Linked DNA regions of Sus scrofa: region 2 is linked to region 1. Evidence: chromatin contacts called from public HiChIP or PLAC-seq data. All regions are on one chromosome and are shown on one strand. Each heading gives the region's core, a stretch centred on a gene start, on an enhancer-like site or on the middle of the called end of the contact. The rest is flanking DNA. Distances are from core to core; before and after follow the strand shown. Region 1 holds the start of FAM69A (protein FAM69A). Region 2 holds the start of RPL5 (ribosomal protein L5).

Evidence for each region. HiChIP or PLAC-seq counts read pairs in DNA pulled down with a chosen protein or histone mark.
Region 2: a contact with region 1 is called in an H3K27ac HiChIP or PLAC-seq map of alveolar macrophages. The contact joins the promoter of RPL5 here to the promoter of FAM69A in region 1. A contact is called at or near these places in 1 of 5 promoter capture datasets (liver), 1 of 47 Hi-C or Micro-C datasets (embryonic fibroblasts) and 2 of 2 datasets of contacts at active chromatin or transcription factors (alveolar macrophages and skeletal muscle).

Annotation. Positions count from the first base shown.
Region 1 is chr4:124,225,860-124,233,212 of Sscrofa11.1, reverse strand. It overlaps FAM69A (protein FAM69A), which reads right to left and starts at 3,799. Exons shown (of 5, transcript XM_021090226.1): 1 at 3,776-3,799.
Region 2 is chr4:124,363,418-124,370,770 of Sscrofa11.1, reverse strand. It overlaps RPL5 (ribosomal protein L5), which reads left to right and starts at 3,159. Exons shown (of 8, transcript NM_001114284.2): 1 at 3,159-3,205; 2 at 4,301-4,370; 3 at 4,461-4,576; 4 at 5,576-5,710; 5 at 6,960-7,162. The coding sequence starts at 3,203. It overlaps EVI5 (ecotropic viral integration site 5 protein homolog), which reads right to left and starts at 2,993. Exons shown (of 18, transcript XM_021090214.1): 1 at 2,868-2,993.

The DNA of each region.
Region 1 (7,353 bases), core at 2,550-5,049:
AAAAATAAGGAATTGCTATTAATTTTGTTCGGTGTAATAACGGTATTATGCCTAAAAATATCCTTCTCTCTTAGAAATGCATACTGAAGTATTTGGTTGAAATGTTGTGATATCTGAGATTTGCTTTAAACTAGTTTAGTTGGAAGGAGGATACGGGGCAGGGGAGATGAAACGAAATACTGCTAATTGCTGAGGACAAGTGATGGGCACGTGACAGTTCATTATTCTTTTCTGCTTTATGTGTAAAGATGTCTAGAGTCAAATACTTTCAAAAAGAGAGAAATTCTTCTCTTCCTCTCAGTCTTTGGTTCCTTCACTTCTCTTCAGAGCCCCTACTGTTGTCCCTGCATATTTCTCAGATTATCTGATTGACGTCTTCCTGACTATAAACTCCATGAAGCCCACAGAGGTGTCTGCTTAGCTCCTGCAGGATCCCCACCACCTCACGGAGGTCCTGGCACGTGAGAGGCCTCCAAGAAATATTTATTAATTAAGCAAATGATGGAGTCAATAAAAGAAGTCATAGCAAGCACTCAGATCAATAAATGCTCAATAAATAAAGAGGGGGATGGTAGAAAGCCCGAAACCTCTGGTTGCAGCAAGCTAGCACATTCAGCTGGGTGTATTCGCCATTTACGTTCACATGCTCTTCTACCAAAATGTGGTAAAGGTGTCACGAAATAGACTTAATTTCACCTGAGCTGGTCTTCATTATGTTCACGCGATCACTGGACTAAGAAACGATCGTCTCCACTTGAGGATGTGAAAACCATGGAACCAAATAGTTACAAAATTCGTTCAAGGTCCTAATGAAGCAGATGCACAAATGAACAAAACTCAGTTCCGTGTTCCTGCCTCACGCTGTGCCCAAAGGAAGACAATTTTATTCTCAGGAAAAAAGAAAATAATAACAATTAAAAAGGAGTACTTATATACTACTTCAACTTTAAGTCGCTGAGAAACTGAGTAGCTAGCTGTACAATAGTTGAAAATATTTTGACTTCGCCCAAACCAATTTCAAGGTTGAAGTACCCAGGAGTAGAGGAAGCATTAAAGACAAAAGCGAGGCATTTAGGCAACAGAACAGCGGCAGGCAGGACGTGTGAGAAATCTGAAGGCCTTTTTAAAAAGCTGGTTAAGTTGAAACCGTATGCTGAGGGACAGCTAACAAGAACATTCATAAAGAGGATAAATACTAAAGCCAAGACAATGTTCAAACACCAGTTCCGCGAGTTCCCAAGTTTTAGATGTAGTCATCTTAAATGCAATACTGTAAGCAATAAAATTTCCGTTTAATCATTACTTTATAATGTAGAAATAGCCTACTACAATATCACTATACCCCCAAATCCTTTCGAAACGCTTAAAATCTGAGTTTAATTTGGTAATCAATAACGATACGCACATTCAGGAAGGCAGAAATACCAACTGTTTATCATTAACAGAAGCATGACTACTTGTAAAACTAATCTTAACGCAGCCAATCTGAACGCTTGTGTGCTATAATGCCAAAAAATGTCCCAACCACATCTGTGAAGACCATCCAGAACCAAATGAATCAGTCTAAAATAAAGTCTACCACAAAATCTAAAAAAAATAAAAACAGCGAGTTAAAAAAAAAAAAAAACCATGTTAAAGCTCTCAATACACTTATTTGGAGTATAGAGTCTGGAGAGATTCCCCCCCCCCCACATAAAGGGTTACAAAGACGGATCTGACCTGGGTTGAATTCCAGACGGGTTGGCTCGATTGTTACTGAAGGCACAATTCCTACCGGTGGAACTGCTGCTAAGAGCATTAAGTGTTACTCCTATACTCTGCACGTCATGGGCTGTCAAATCGTGCCTCCAATTTGCAGTAGCTGGCACATTGCAGCGTACTGATTCACACACGCAATTTCCAACCAAAAATGTAATATTTACTGGCCCCATGACGGCTTCTTCTCAACTTTTAAAATAATTTATAAAACCACCAGCTGAGCATGAATTTCCATCCCCAAGTAATCTATCAATACCTTTACGCCTCAATGTAAACTGTAAAGAAATACTGTCCTCTGAATGCAGGCAGCGCTGCTGACCCACTCACTGGGTCATTGCATTGATTTGTGGCTGTTTTTCCACTGGGGTGATGGATGTGCGCTCAGCTACTCTCGGTGTCTGCTAGGTCCCCCTGGTGACCAAAAGTACATGAAGGCAGTAGTAGGGTTCGAAGACAGGCTGGCAGCGGAACAGAGGGTGGAACGGGAAATCATGAAAAATTAACACGCGAACAGTACACATGACATGACTGAGAATTACGCTAGCATTGTTGGGGTATTTGAGATGGGCACCAGACACTGTCCCCTTCCTCCTCAAAAGCAAAGCCCCCACATCCACCCGCCTCGCTCGGGCTTCCGAGCCCTGCCTCCCGTTCAAATCACGGGGATGATGGAAAGACTGAACCAAGGGGTTCAGCCCGAGGCACATGGCGCTCCTCCAGGGTTTGGGGAGACACCGATGTGACAAACTGCCATAATTTTCTGGAAGAGGGAGGAATGACACACCACCTCTGCCACCACCTCCTGAAGACTCAGGACAGCGTCGACCACAGCCGACCCGCGGGGGCCCACCGGGAAGGGGTGGGGGGGAGAGCAGCGGACCGGGGGGGAGGACGGCGGCACGGACGGCCGAGCCGCGAACGCCAGGGGCGGAGGGTCGCACCCGGGTCACGTCCCGGGGCTCTCGGGGGGGCGAGGGGCGCGAGCGCGAGCCCGGGCCCCCGGGACGCGGGGGGCGCGGGCAGCGGCGCGGGCTCGGGGGCTGCGGCGCCCGGCGGCAGGGGAGGGCGCGCCGCCAGGTGCCGGACGGCAGGGGGCAGCGGGGTTCGGGCGGGCGCCGACCCAGGGAGGAGGAGGGAGGCGGGCGGTCCCGCGCGGCGGGCTCGCCGCCGGCCTACCTGGAGGTAGCGGGGTTTCCTGAGCCAGGCCCCCGGACAGAGACTCCTCGCCATGGTAATCACACATCGCCCCGCCGCGCCGCAGTCAGAGGCGGACCCGAGCGCGGGCGCCCGGCTCCCCGCCTTCCCGGCTCCCCGCCCCCAGCCGGGCCGGGCCCGCCCCCTCCTCCGCCCCCGCCGCGGCGCGCGCCGCGCTCCCCCCCGGCCCCGCTGCGCGGACGGCGGCGGGCGGCCCGAGGCCCAGCCTCCTGCTCTGCTCGCCCGGCCGCCGCGGCTGTCAGACCGCTGCCGCCGGCCCTGCCGTAAAGGGGAGTCCCGCCTCGCCTCGGCCGACACAAATCCGACTGCGCCTCGCGCTTAAAGGGGAGGCGTGCGGAGGAAGGAGGGGGCGCCGCGGAAGCCGGGGTGTCGCACGCTCCGCGCGGAGAGGGCCGGGCCGGCCGAGGGCGTGCGCCGCGCGGCCGGAGCGCCCGGCGCTGAGCCCGCGCGGACCTGGAGGCTGCTCCCGGCTCTCCGCTGCCCCGCTGCCCCGCCAGGCAGGTCAGACGCTCCCTGTGGACTCTGCTCCTTCAGCCGGGCCGTGTCTGGGCGGGTTGCACGGAAATTCGAGGAGAGCCTGGGGCGCCTTCCCCGGGGCCCGGCTTTTCCTCCCTCGCGCACGGTGGCCGGTGCGACCGCGGCAGGAGGTGTCTGCCGCAGCCCGAGCCGCGAACCCGCGCATCCCCGGAGCGAACGCCGACCCGGCTCCCCTCTGCTGAACGCAGTGTGCCCTCTAAATCCGGTTCTCCTCCGACCGCCTGAAACTTTTTGTTTCCAAGTACTTTTTTTAAAAAGGTCTGACCTTTTCGATTTGTTTTGTTTTCAGTCAGCTTCAGAGTTTCCCTGACCCCACCCAGGAACATTGATTCAAAAGGAAAAAAAAATTGAATTAAATACAGTCTTGAAAACAGGAGCTCTGGGACGTGGCATATAGCCTCTCAATTAAGACCGCATAACGCAGGGTGTGGTGTCTTTCTTTTGACGGCCAAGTCCAAATAAGGGAAAAAAGAGCCACCCTAGTGGGAGAACAGCTGGAGATCTAGCGACTTGGAATGGAGGAAGATGCGGTTTTGCGTCTTTTTACCTCCCACACCACCTTCTCACGTGGTGCCAATAAAGTTTAGGTGGCCATTCGGAATTCATTTAAAACTCACTCAAAAAAAAAAAAAAGAAAAAAAAAACAAGAGAGAGAGAGAGAGAGTTCCTCCTCTTGGCTCAGTGGCAATGAACCTGACTAGCATCCATGAGGTCGCAGGTTCAATTCCTGGCCTCCCTCAGTGGGTTAAGATCCAGCGCTGCTGTGAGCTGTGGTGTAGGTTGCAGAGGCGGCTTGGATCTAGCGTTGCTGTTGGCTGTGGTGTAGGCCGGCAGCTGTAGTAGTTCTGATTAGCCCCCTAGCCTGGGAACCTCCCTATGCCCAGGGTGCGGCCCTAAAAAGACAAAAGAAAAATAAAACTTATTCTGGCTTGTTGCTCTGACAAGAGGTTTCCCCAGAAGCAAATCTTTACTCGCTCTTACTGTGGGTTTTACCTAAGCTTTGTTCTCCTGCTTTCTGTTTCTGAAGAGATGCTTTTCTGTCCTCCCCGCCCCCAACCCAACACAGGCTTTATACCTGGGTGGTATTTTACTGCTGGCAAACCATTTTTCATTGATTTTGCAGTTTGCGTAAAGAGACCTTGGTAAATTCTGAGTAAGATAAGAATGGATACTACTGGTTTAATTCATTCTTTTATTCATTAAATAAGTAAATATTGAGCACCCATTGTTCTAACTGACTGGGTCATATACCTGAGCAAAATACAAAAATCTCAGCCCTTGTGGATGCTATATTTTAGGGGGCGACAGGCAATAAATAATAAATGTACTATATAAGAAAATCAAATAAGATAGTAAAGCTGATAGAGGATATTTAAAAAAGAGGAATACCCGTCATGGCTCAGTGGCTAACGAACCTGACTAGCATCCACGAGGATGTGGGTACAGTCCCTGGCCTCGCTCAGTGGGTTAAGGATCTGACGTGGTCATGAGCCGTGGTATAGATTGTAGACACGGCTCGGATCCCAAGTTGCATGGATGTGGCATAGGTTGCTGTGGCTGTGGTGTAGGCTGGGAGCCACAGCTCCGATTTGACCCCTAAGCCTGGGAACCTCCATATGCTGTGGGGGCAGCCCTAAAAAGACAAAAAGAAAGAAAGGAAGAAAGATACTAAGCCAGTGGAGATGAGGAAGGCTACAGGTAGAGTTGGTTTGGGAGAAAGATAAGGAATTCTCTTTGGACTCTGTTACATCTGAGATATCAGAGATTCAGGTGGAAATCTTGAGTAGGCAGTTATATACATGAGTCTGGGATTAGAAGAGTGGCTTAAGCTAGCAATGTATGTGAGATAGCAGCATTTTTTTTTTTTTTTAATGAGAGCTATGTTTTATTCGGTGACCTTACTGAGGACTACAGGCAGGGAGATGGGTACCTCTGAGGAACTGCTCTAAAGTGCTAAGGGAGGAGCCAGGACTTAGAGGAGTTTTTGCCAGTTCACGGGTGTGATCTGAAAGTCATCAGAAACTTATATATGTCAAAAAGTAGAAAAATAATCAGCCATGAGACTGGACAAGATCACCAAGGAAGAGAGTATAAATGGAGGAGAACCAGGGATGGAACCTTTGCAGCTTCAAGGCAGGAGAGGGGATGAGCCAGCAAAGGAGGCTGGGAAGGAGCAGCCAGTGAAGCAGGTGAGCTAAGAGTGAGGTGCCTGGAAGCCATGTGAATATAACGCTGTGAGAGGAGTGAGAACTGACTCTTGGGTTTAGTACCGTGGAGCCCATTGGTAATATTTCAGTAGAGCAAAAGGGTAAGAACTTGATTGGAAAGGGTTTACGAAAAAACAGGGGGAGAGGAACTGGAGGTGGCTAATACGACAGGCAATTCTTTCCAGAAGTTATCCTGCAAAGGGAAGCCCCGCAATGGAGGTGGAGTCAAGAGTAGGTTGAGCAAAAAATGGGGATAGATATTTGTTTTTCATGAGAATGATCTAGAAGAGGATGCATGCATGTAGGAGCAAGAAGAGAGCATTGCTGGAGCAGTGTCCTTGAGAGGGAAAGAGAGTTTGGAATCCAGGACGCACATGAAGGATCATGTGTAGACAGGAGCACAGGCTGTTCCTCTGTGCAAACTGGCAGGCGGGTGTGTGGGACTCTGCGAGTTCTCTTTGGATCGCTTCTGTTTTCTCAGGGACACGGGGCAAGTGAAGTCATCAAGCGAGAGGAGATTCAGAAGCACAGTGGAGGTTTGAGGAGAGAAGCCAAGGTGTGAGAGAGTCATCCAGGAAAATGAAAAGATGAGTTGACTAGGAGAGTATCACCTGCTTGCCGAGTATCCTTAAGGGCCCACTGGAGACAGGCAGCTACAGCGCTGAGTCAACCCCTAGCCTGGGAACCTCCATATGCCACGAGTGCCGCCCTAAAAAGATAAAAGATGAAAAAAAAATTTTTTTAAAAGGGCCCACTGGAGTTTGTGGTCATGAATTTAATTGGGATGCGTCGGCGTGATTGTGCTTTTCTTCCTCCTGCAATAATTAACTGCAAGGATGCAGGCTCAGAGTAGGCTTAGAATCCTGTGTAATCAGGTTTTACCAAGAAATAAGAGCAAAGAGAGAGAAGGAAGTCGAGACTGTAAATAGGAAGTGATTATGATTCATCATGGAGTTCAAGATGAGGGAAGAGTGGATATGGAGAGATTAAGGACAGAAAAAGTTCATAGGGGGAGTTTCCTGGTGGCCTAGCAGTTAAAGGAGCAGGTGTTGTCCTAGGTCACTGCTGTGGCTTGGGTGTGATCCCTGACCTGGGAACTAATGCATGCCTCAGGCATGCTGCTCACCTCCCCCTCCCCAAAAAAAAAGAAAAGAGAAAAGATGGTAGGATCAGTGAATCACAAGTCCTTGTGGGGTCGAGGGACTGTAGGAGTCAGAAGAATAAGAGGGGATTATGTGAAAAGGTAGGTGTACAATAAAGGGTGTGGCTCCCTTTTCTTTTCTTTTTTTTTTTTTTGGTCTTTTTAGGAACACACTCACAGCAGCTTATGGAGGTTCCCAGGCAAGGGGTTAAATCGAAACTGTAGCCACTGGCCTACCCCACAGCCACAGACAGCAATGTGGGATCCGAGCTTCGGCTGTGACCTACACCACAGCTCAATGCCGGATCCTTAACCCACTGAGCAAGGCCAGGGATTGAACCTGCGTCCTCAAGGATGCTAGTCAGATTCATCGCCACTGAGCCACGACAGGAACTCCTGGCTCCATTTTTGATTCTTGATGACAGCTTTCACAACCACAACTTCTCTTTTCCCTGTGCTCCACAGCTGAGAAAACTGATAAGAACACCCAGGAGT
Region 2 (7,353 bases), core at 1,910-4,409, 140 kb before region 1:
CTCAAGGATCCTAGTTGGGTTCGTTACCACTGAGCCACAAAGAGAACTCCCTAAAACTAATTTCTATAGAGGTTATTTTCTTTTTTGGGACCCAAGCCACTGCAGTGACAATGCTGGATCCTTAACCCACTGTGACACAAGGGAGCTCCCTAGAGATGATTTTTCTGACACTGCAAGACATCTGAACAAATTTACAACATACTATTATTTTTGTTGTCCTTTACCCCATCTCTGAATTATTGCAAGAAGAGGAACAAAACCTAGGTGGGGGAGTTCCCGTCATGGCGCAGTGGTTAACGAATCCGACTAGCAACCATGAGGTTGCGGGTTCGGTCCCTGCCCTTGCTCAGTGGGTTAACGATCCGGCGTTGCCGTGAGCTGTGGTGTAGGTTGCAGACGCGGCTCGGATCCCACGTTGCTGTGGCTCTGGCGTAGGCCGGTGGCTACAGCTCCAATTAGACCCCTAGCCTGGGAACCTCCCATATGCGGCCCAAGAAATGGCAAAAAAAAAAAAAAAAAAAAAAAAGGTGGGTGTGGATGCTATTGTAACAGAGAGTGAAACCTGCAATGTGAATGACAGTGATTTAGATGATAATATCAAATATCTAGTAATCCTTTCTTTGAAACTATTGTATTCAACAATAATTTATCCTGTATGATACCATTATAGTGTTTGAGTGTGATATTTTAAAAAGTCACAGTTCAGGAGTTCCCACTGTGGCTCAGCGGGTTACAAACCTGACTAGTATTCATGAGGATGAGAGTTCAATCCCTGGCCTCACTCAACGGGTTCCCTAAGGATCTGTGGTGTAGGCTGCAGATGAGGTTCAAATCTGGCGTTGCTGTGGCTCTGGTGTAGGCTGGCAGCTGCAGCTCCGATTGGACCCCTAGCCTGGGAACCTCTATATACCGTGCGTGTGGACCTAAAAAAAAAAAAATGCTTTGTATTGATATCAAAAAAAGGAGATCCAACCATAAGATAGTGTTTTTTGTTTTTTTGTCTTTTCTAGGGCCGCTCCTATGGCATATAGAGATTCTCAGGCTAGGGGTCTAATCAGAGCTGTAGCCGCCGGTCTACACCACAGCCACAGCAACACAGGATCCAAGCCGTGTCTGCAACCTACACCACAGCTCACAGCAACATCGGATCCTTAACCCACTGAGCAAGGCCAGGGATCAAACCAGGGATCAGAGTTCCTAGTTGGATTTGTTAACCACTGAGCCATGACAGGAACTCCCATAAAATAGTTGACCTATTTGCAATCCTTCAGTGTATAACCATAAAGTCATGTAAAACAAAAACCAATTGCAAAGAAAAAATTTTGAGATAACTTAAGATGATTTATCATAATTACACTCCTATTCTTTCCTGCTAGATTAAATTCATACACACTCATAGTCCTGGAAGCAGGCTTAAATTATTGGAGGATGAGGGTACGGAGTTAAAATCCCTTCTAAGGATGGGAATAGTTTATTTTGGCTGCACCCACAGCATGCAGAAGTTCCCTGGCGAGGGAACAAACTTGTGCCACAACAGTGACACAAACCACAGCAGTGACAATGCCAAATCCTTAACCCACTGAGCCACAAGGGAACTCCTGGATGGGAATATTTTAAATTGCTGTGCTGGTAAGTAATTTGTCTTCTTTTCTTGGTGGAGTCAGTAAATTTCATTATTGGGAAAACAGAATTTGTTTTCTACTTTTCTGAGAATATTTGGCTTGAGGCCAAATATAAAATGCAGACTCCCAGTTCCCAAGCCCGCCAGTCTGATTTAGAAGAGCTGGTCGATTTCAAATATCTGCATTTTCCCCCCTTCCTTGCTTCCTTCCTTCCTCTCTTTTGATTTTTTTGCTTTTTTGGGGCCACATGTGTAGCATATGGAAGTTCCTAGCCTAGGAGCTGCAGCTGCCAGCCTACACCACAGTCGCAGCAACTCGGGATCTGAGTGGTGTCTGCAACCTACACCACAGCTCACCGCCACGCCGCATCCTTAACCCACTGAGTGAGGCCAGGGATCAACCTGCATCCTCATGGATACTAGTCACGTTCTTAACCTGCTGAGCTACAATGAGAACTCCTTTTTTTCTTTCTTCTTAGGGCCGTACCTGCAACAACTTGATGCCAACAGCAGCTTTTGGCAACTCGAGATCCTTAACCCACTGAGCAAGGCTAGGGATCAAACCCATACCCTCACTAGTAGGTTAAGAACAGTTCCTTTAACTCACTGAGCTACAACAGGAACTCCTCAAATATTTGTATTTTAACTAGTACCTAAATGATTCCCATGCAATAGCCGGAAGATCAACTTTGAAATACTGTTGGGTGAGGGAACACTGTCTCTTGCTTTTTGTTTGGAGGGTTGGTTTGTTCTCTTCAGTCTCTGCGTGGTATTCCTATTCCGGCAAAAGACTCATTATCCAGTTGTAATTAGTTTTAAGAGAGTGAAGAAAAAGACTTGGAAAAACGCTATGTCGGCTAGAAGAGAGTGACGGAGGGAAGGAGAAGGATGAGGCGGTCAGGGATCAGGGAAGATGATGGAGGGGGCGGCGGCAGGCAGAGAGGTTTTCGTTTTTACCATTTATCAAACCCCGAGCACCTACTGCCAGCACTGTGCCAGGTGCTGGAGATTCAAAGGTGACCTTGACAGCAGCACCCACCTTCAGGGAGTCTAGAGCAGCCTGAGGCAGGTGCGAGGGTGCGGTGGGAAGGCCAAAGAGGGGCCCCAACCCAGTGTTGGAGCCGTAAGGCGAGGCTTCGTGGGGCGCACCTGTACGCTCTGGACCCCGAGGAGACTTCGGGGCGGGGGGGCGGCAAAAGGAGCAAATTCATTCTATTTAATTTTTAAACTTGTCTTTCTTGCTTACCAAAGTAATGCGTGTTTGGTGTGAAACTTCTCGGCATAGGAAAGTGTAAGCCTCCCTGCTGCTGCTCACCGCCCCTGCCGGTCTGGAGCTTTCGGACCCGGGACTTTGAGGACTGGTTCCCGGAAGGCGAAGGCCCGCATCGGTCCTCCCCCCAGCAGGGGGCGGCATGCTGCACGCCAGGCGGCCGGCGCATCTCTCTTCCACACGTAGCTTGCGTGATCGCTGGCGCTACATACTGCGCCTGCGCGCGCGTCGCGGCCCTTTTTCCCCCCCGGGAGCGGTGCTGGGCCTGCTGCTCTGTGGCAAGCCGCCGATTGGGAGCTCTGTTCTGCAGGATGGTGAGTGGATATCCCGATCTCGGGGCTACGGAGGCACGGGGGTTCCTGCTTCTTGTCCCAAGGCCCGTCTAGGGTCCGTCTAGCGTGGCGCACGGATCGGATGGCATTAGATTGCCGGCTCTGCCGTGATCCGGCTGCGGCTCCCAGCGTGGCCTTAATGGCTGCCACGGCGCGTAATCGTGCGGGGGAGGGGTGCCAGGAGAGGGGAACCGGGGCACTGGATTGCGGGTGAGGGGTGAGTTTAGTAGACAAGCCGCAGGATTAGTGCCAGTTGTGCCGCGGGTCACTGGCTGGCGGCCGAGCCGGGCGGGTTGCATGGACAGTCGTTCTCAGACGAGCTAGGGGAGGCCTGAGTGGAGACCGGCTGCGGCTCCTCGGACCCAGCGCCCCCATGACCGCTTGATGGGTTTTCTGGGAGACCGTCGGACCCCGCAGGTCGTTCAGAAGGCCTGTGTTGTCGGCCCGAAGTGGCTTTTAACCCAGATCCGTCAGTAGAGCTGGCAGGCTGTGGCGTCTCTGGGCCCCGAAAGGAAGCTCGTTGCGTTTGGTACGTGCCTCCTGCCTTTCTGTAGGTTGTCGGTGGCACCAGTTTTTAATGAGTTTCCGGGCGTGGTGTGGCTTTAGAAGGTGAGGGACAGTGTTTTAATCGGCAGAGTGATTGCTGAGTAAGTTCTTGGTCAGTTGCGTTTTGTGACAGGTAACTTAGGCTTTTGAAAAATGTTCGTATAAAGGGGGAAATAGGTTAGATTCTTGAAATGGAACAGTATTAAGAACAGACATTTGGCAAGATTGCTGTCTTGAGCAGTATTTTGCAAAAGTTAAGAAATTGGCCTACGTTTGTGTTTGTTGTTTCCTTCCATTTCCCCCCACTGGCTCATTTTTATTGCTTTATAAAGCTATAAATTTTGAGCCATGGAAAGTAGAGGAAAGTGATTCTCGAGCTTTGATTTGATAAAGGCTGGACTCTACAAAAAGTGGTGGTTGTCAGAATTCACTGCAAGTTTCAATTTTGAAGTGTTACTTTGTTACAGCTCAAATGTCAAAAGTATAAACTAAAACAATCAAAGTGTTAATAACATTTCTTTTTTCTTAAAGGGGTTTGTAAAAGTCGTCAAGAATAAGGCTTACTTCAAGAGGTACCAGGTGAAATTTAGAAGACGACGAGGTATGGTCAGTTTTTTGTGTTCACACGTTGAAACGATTTCTGCTTCTCTGGCAGTGGAGTAGACTTTCTTAAATTGTTTTTTTCTTTCAGAGGGTAAAACTGACTACTATGCCCGGAAACGATTGGTCATCCAAGATAAAAATAAGTATAACACACCAAAATACAGGATGATAGTTCGTGTAACCAACAGAGATATAATTTGTCAGGTAAGTTGTATTCTAGACTGAGTGACGGATGGTACCCCTGTCCCACCCTCACTGTGCTAAACAAATGGTCCTTGGGAAGCAAAACATGTGTATGGATTAGGTCCAGCTCCTCTGGAGCCCGGCATTCCAGGGAATAGTAGAGTGAGTAGTAGGTCTGAAGTTGGGGCCTGGGAAATGGGTCCTTCCTAACAATACTCTGATGATCAGCTGTTTGGCAGTTTTGATCCAGGTTCTTCCTGTTCATTTTCTAATTGGGAAAGGAAATTTATGGTACTGTGCTGTTTTCCTGAGGCCGGGAGGATAAATCTGAGGCCAAGTAGAAGGGTTTGCTCATTGCAGTTCAGCAGGATAATAGAACTTGTCATGGGTCCCCATCCCCACAGCTTTGAAGAGGGAGGCGGTTCAGAACATTCAATTAGACTCTTAAGATTATTCTTCCTGCTTATTGTTGGAAATAGGTTTCAATAAATACATATGAAAGTGTCTCCCATGTAGAAAACTTTCAGAAAGTGGCTCTTTGCTCCTTAGAAGGTAGTTTTCTGGGCTGTTATGGAAAACTCTTCATAGTTGAAATTTGCAGGGGACAGGCACACTCCTTGGTTTTCTGGGTTGCGAAGGCAGTCTCCTTCCCCAAGCTCAGGTGACTAAACATTAGGTATCTGAAGCGTCCTTGGACTTAGATATGCTTAGTTCAAAAGATGTTTAAAATAATCGGGGATTCTTTAGTGCCTCCTTAATTCACCAGCTAAACCAGCTCAGAGTCTTTTCAGTATTTAGAAGTAAGGAACTACATACAGTATAACTTCTTCCGAGGGCATTTTAATCTTTGATGTCTGTGGTAATTTGAAACTTAGATGCTGTGATGATAGAGGTATTTACAGACTCATAAAGCTACCTATTGTAGTTGACCAAGTAAGTCCTTTGAAAAAGAAGGCACTTAGGACAAGTACTCAAAACAGTGAAAATAGATCACTGACCTGGTTTTTCTGTTATTTGTAGATTGCTTATGCCCGTATAGAAGGAGATATGATAGTTTGTGCAGCTTATGCTCACGAACTCCCAAAGTATGGCGTGAAGGTCGGCCTGACAAATTATGCTGCAGCTTATTGTACTGGCCTGCTGCTGGCCCGCAGGGTAGGTACACGATTACTCTTTGATGTGCTGTTTCCAGGAAAGATGTGCACACCTGGGTAGGGTACCTGCAGCTTTGGGGACGACCAGTCCCTGCTTTTGCTCTGGGGCTTAAAGGGCGGCATCAAGGAAGATGGCTTTATAAGTAAATACACTGTTGAGACATGCACTTTCTAATGTGGGGAACCATTTTTTGTTTTCTTTCCTGTTTGTTGGCTCTATCTAGACCAGTAACATTTTCTGCAGTGGTGGATGTCTGTCATCCGATGGGGAGCCAGTAGCCACACGTAGCTGTTGAGTACTGAAATGTGTCTAGTGCTGATGAAGTCTGTTTTTAACTGAAATTTCAAAAGCCATTTGTGCCTAGGTGGTGGCTACCTTGTTGGGACAGGTCTACCCAGAAGTGTAGATCTTCTGGCCATCAGCATCATTAAAAATGCAGACTCTACTCCAGACCCTCAGAGTTTATATTTTTATACGATGCCCAAGTGATTTATGTGCCACGCTGCATTTTGAGAAGCCCTGCCTTAAGCTTTGGGGGCAAGGGCAGGCTTTGGGGGGATTCATTTTTGTTTAAATAAGCTTTGCCACTGGGTGGCAGCATTTCCTGTAATACACAGAAAGGAGATGAACATTTTACCTTATTTTTTTCTGGGTTACTGACCTTGTTTTGCAGTGGAATTGTTAGGCATGCATCATTTTGTTGGGGGCCCACATCTGCATTGGTTATAAACATGTTTGGGTGGGGAGCATTGTCTTCCATGAGGGCAGCTGGGTGCAGAGGCCTTACTTCTAGCAAAGACCTAGCTGGATGATATGTGCCGGCAGAGGAGTGGCTCATGCTAACATGATGTAGTGATAGGGAGAGCCACAGGATCCTACTTACTCCTAATACTATAATGGAATTGAACAAAGCTACATTTGGTAACATTTACTATTTAGTTGTTGAATTATAGCCACATATGACTAAAGAAATGTGGAGGTACCTTTATTGACGTATCATATGTCCTAACTGATTGCTACAAAAATCAGGTATGAACAGTGTAGCAGATTCAGAAACTGTTAAACAGTTGTTACAGTTGTGGGTGAAATTGGATGTCTGAAACTTCTTTTTGTAGCATTTAAAAGTAGATTGGATAAGTGAATTAGAAGGACATTTTTTGTCAGGTCATAAAGTTATGACTCTTGAGATATTGTTAAAGTTGTTTGAATATATTTGGACAAGCATGTAGACTGGCTTCTTTGTTAATAGCTTCTTAATAGGTTTGGTATGGACAAGATTTACGAAGGCCAGGTCGAGGTGACTGGAGATGAATACAATGTGGAAAGCATCGACGGTCAGCCTGGTGCCTTCACCTGTTACCTGGATGCAGGGCTTGCCAGGACGACTACTGGAAACAAAGTTTTTGGGGCCCTGAAGGGAGCCGTAGATGGAGGCCTGTCTATCCCTCACAGGTAACAGGGTGTTCAGGGCCTCCGTCTGGATGCCAGGGCTGCTGTGCTTCCAACTCCTGGGGGGCTGTGGACATAACTGAACCAGTTAAAGTAATAGTAGCCATCACGGTGTGCCTGTGACCTGCTGGGAACTGTGCAACAAGAACCTGCCAGGGTGCGAAGGAACTGTAACATGTTTTATGAGACGAGTC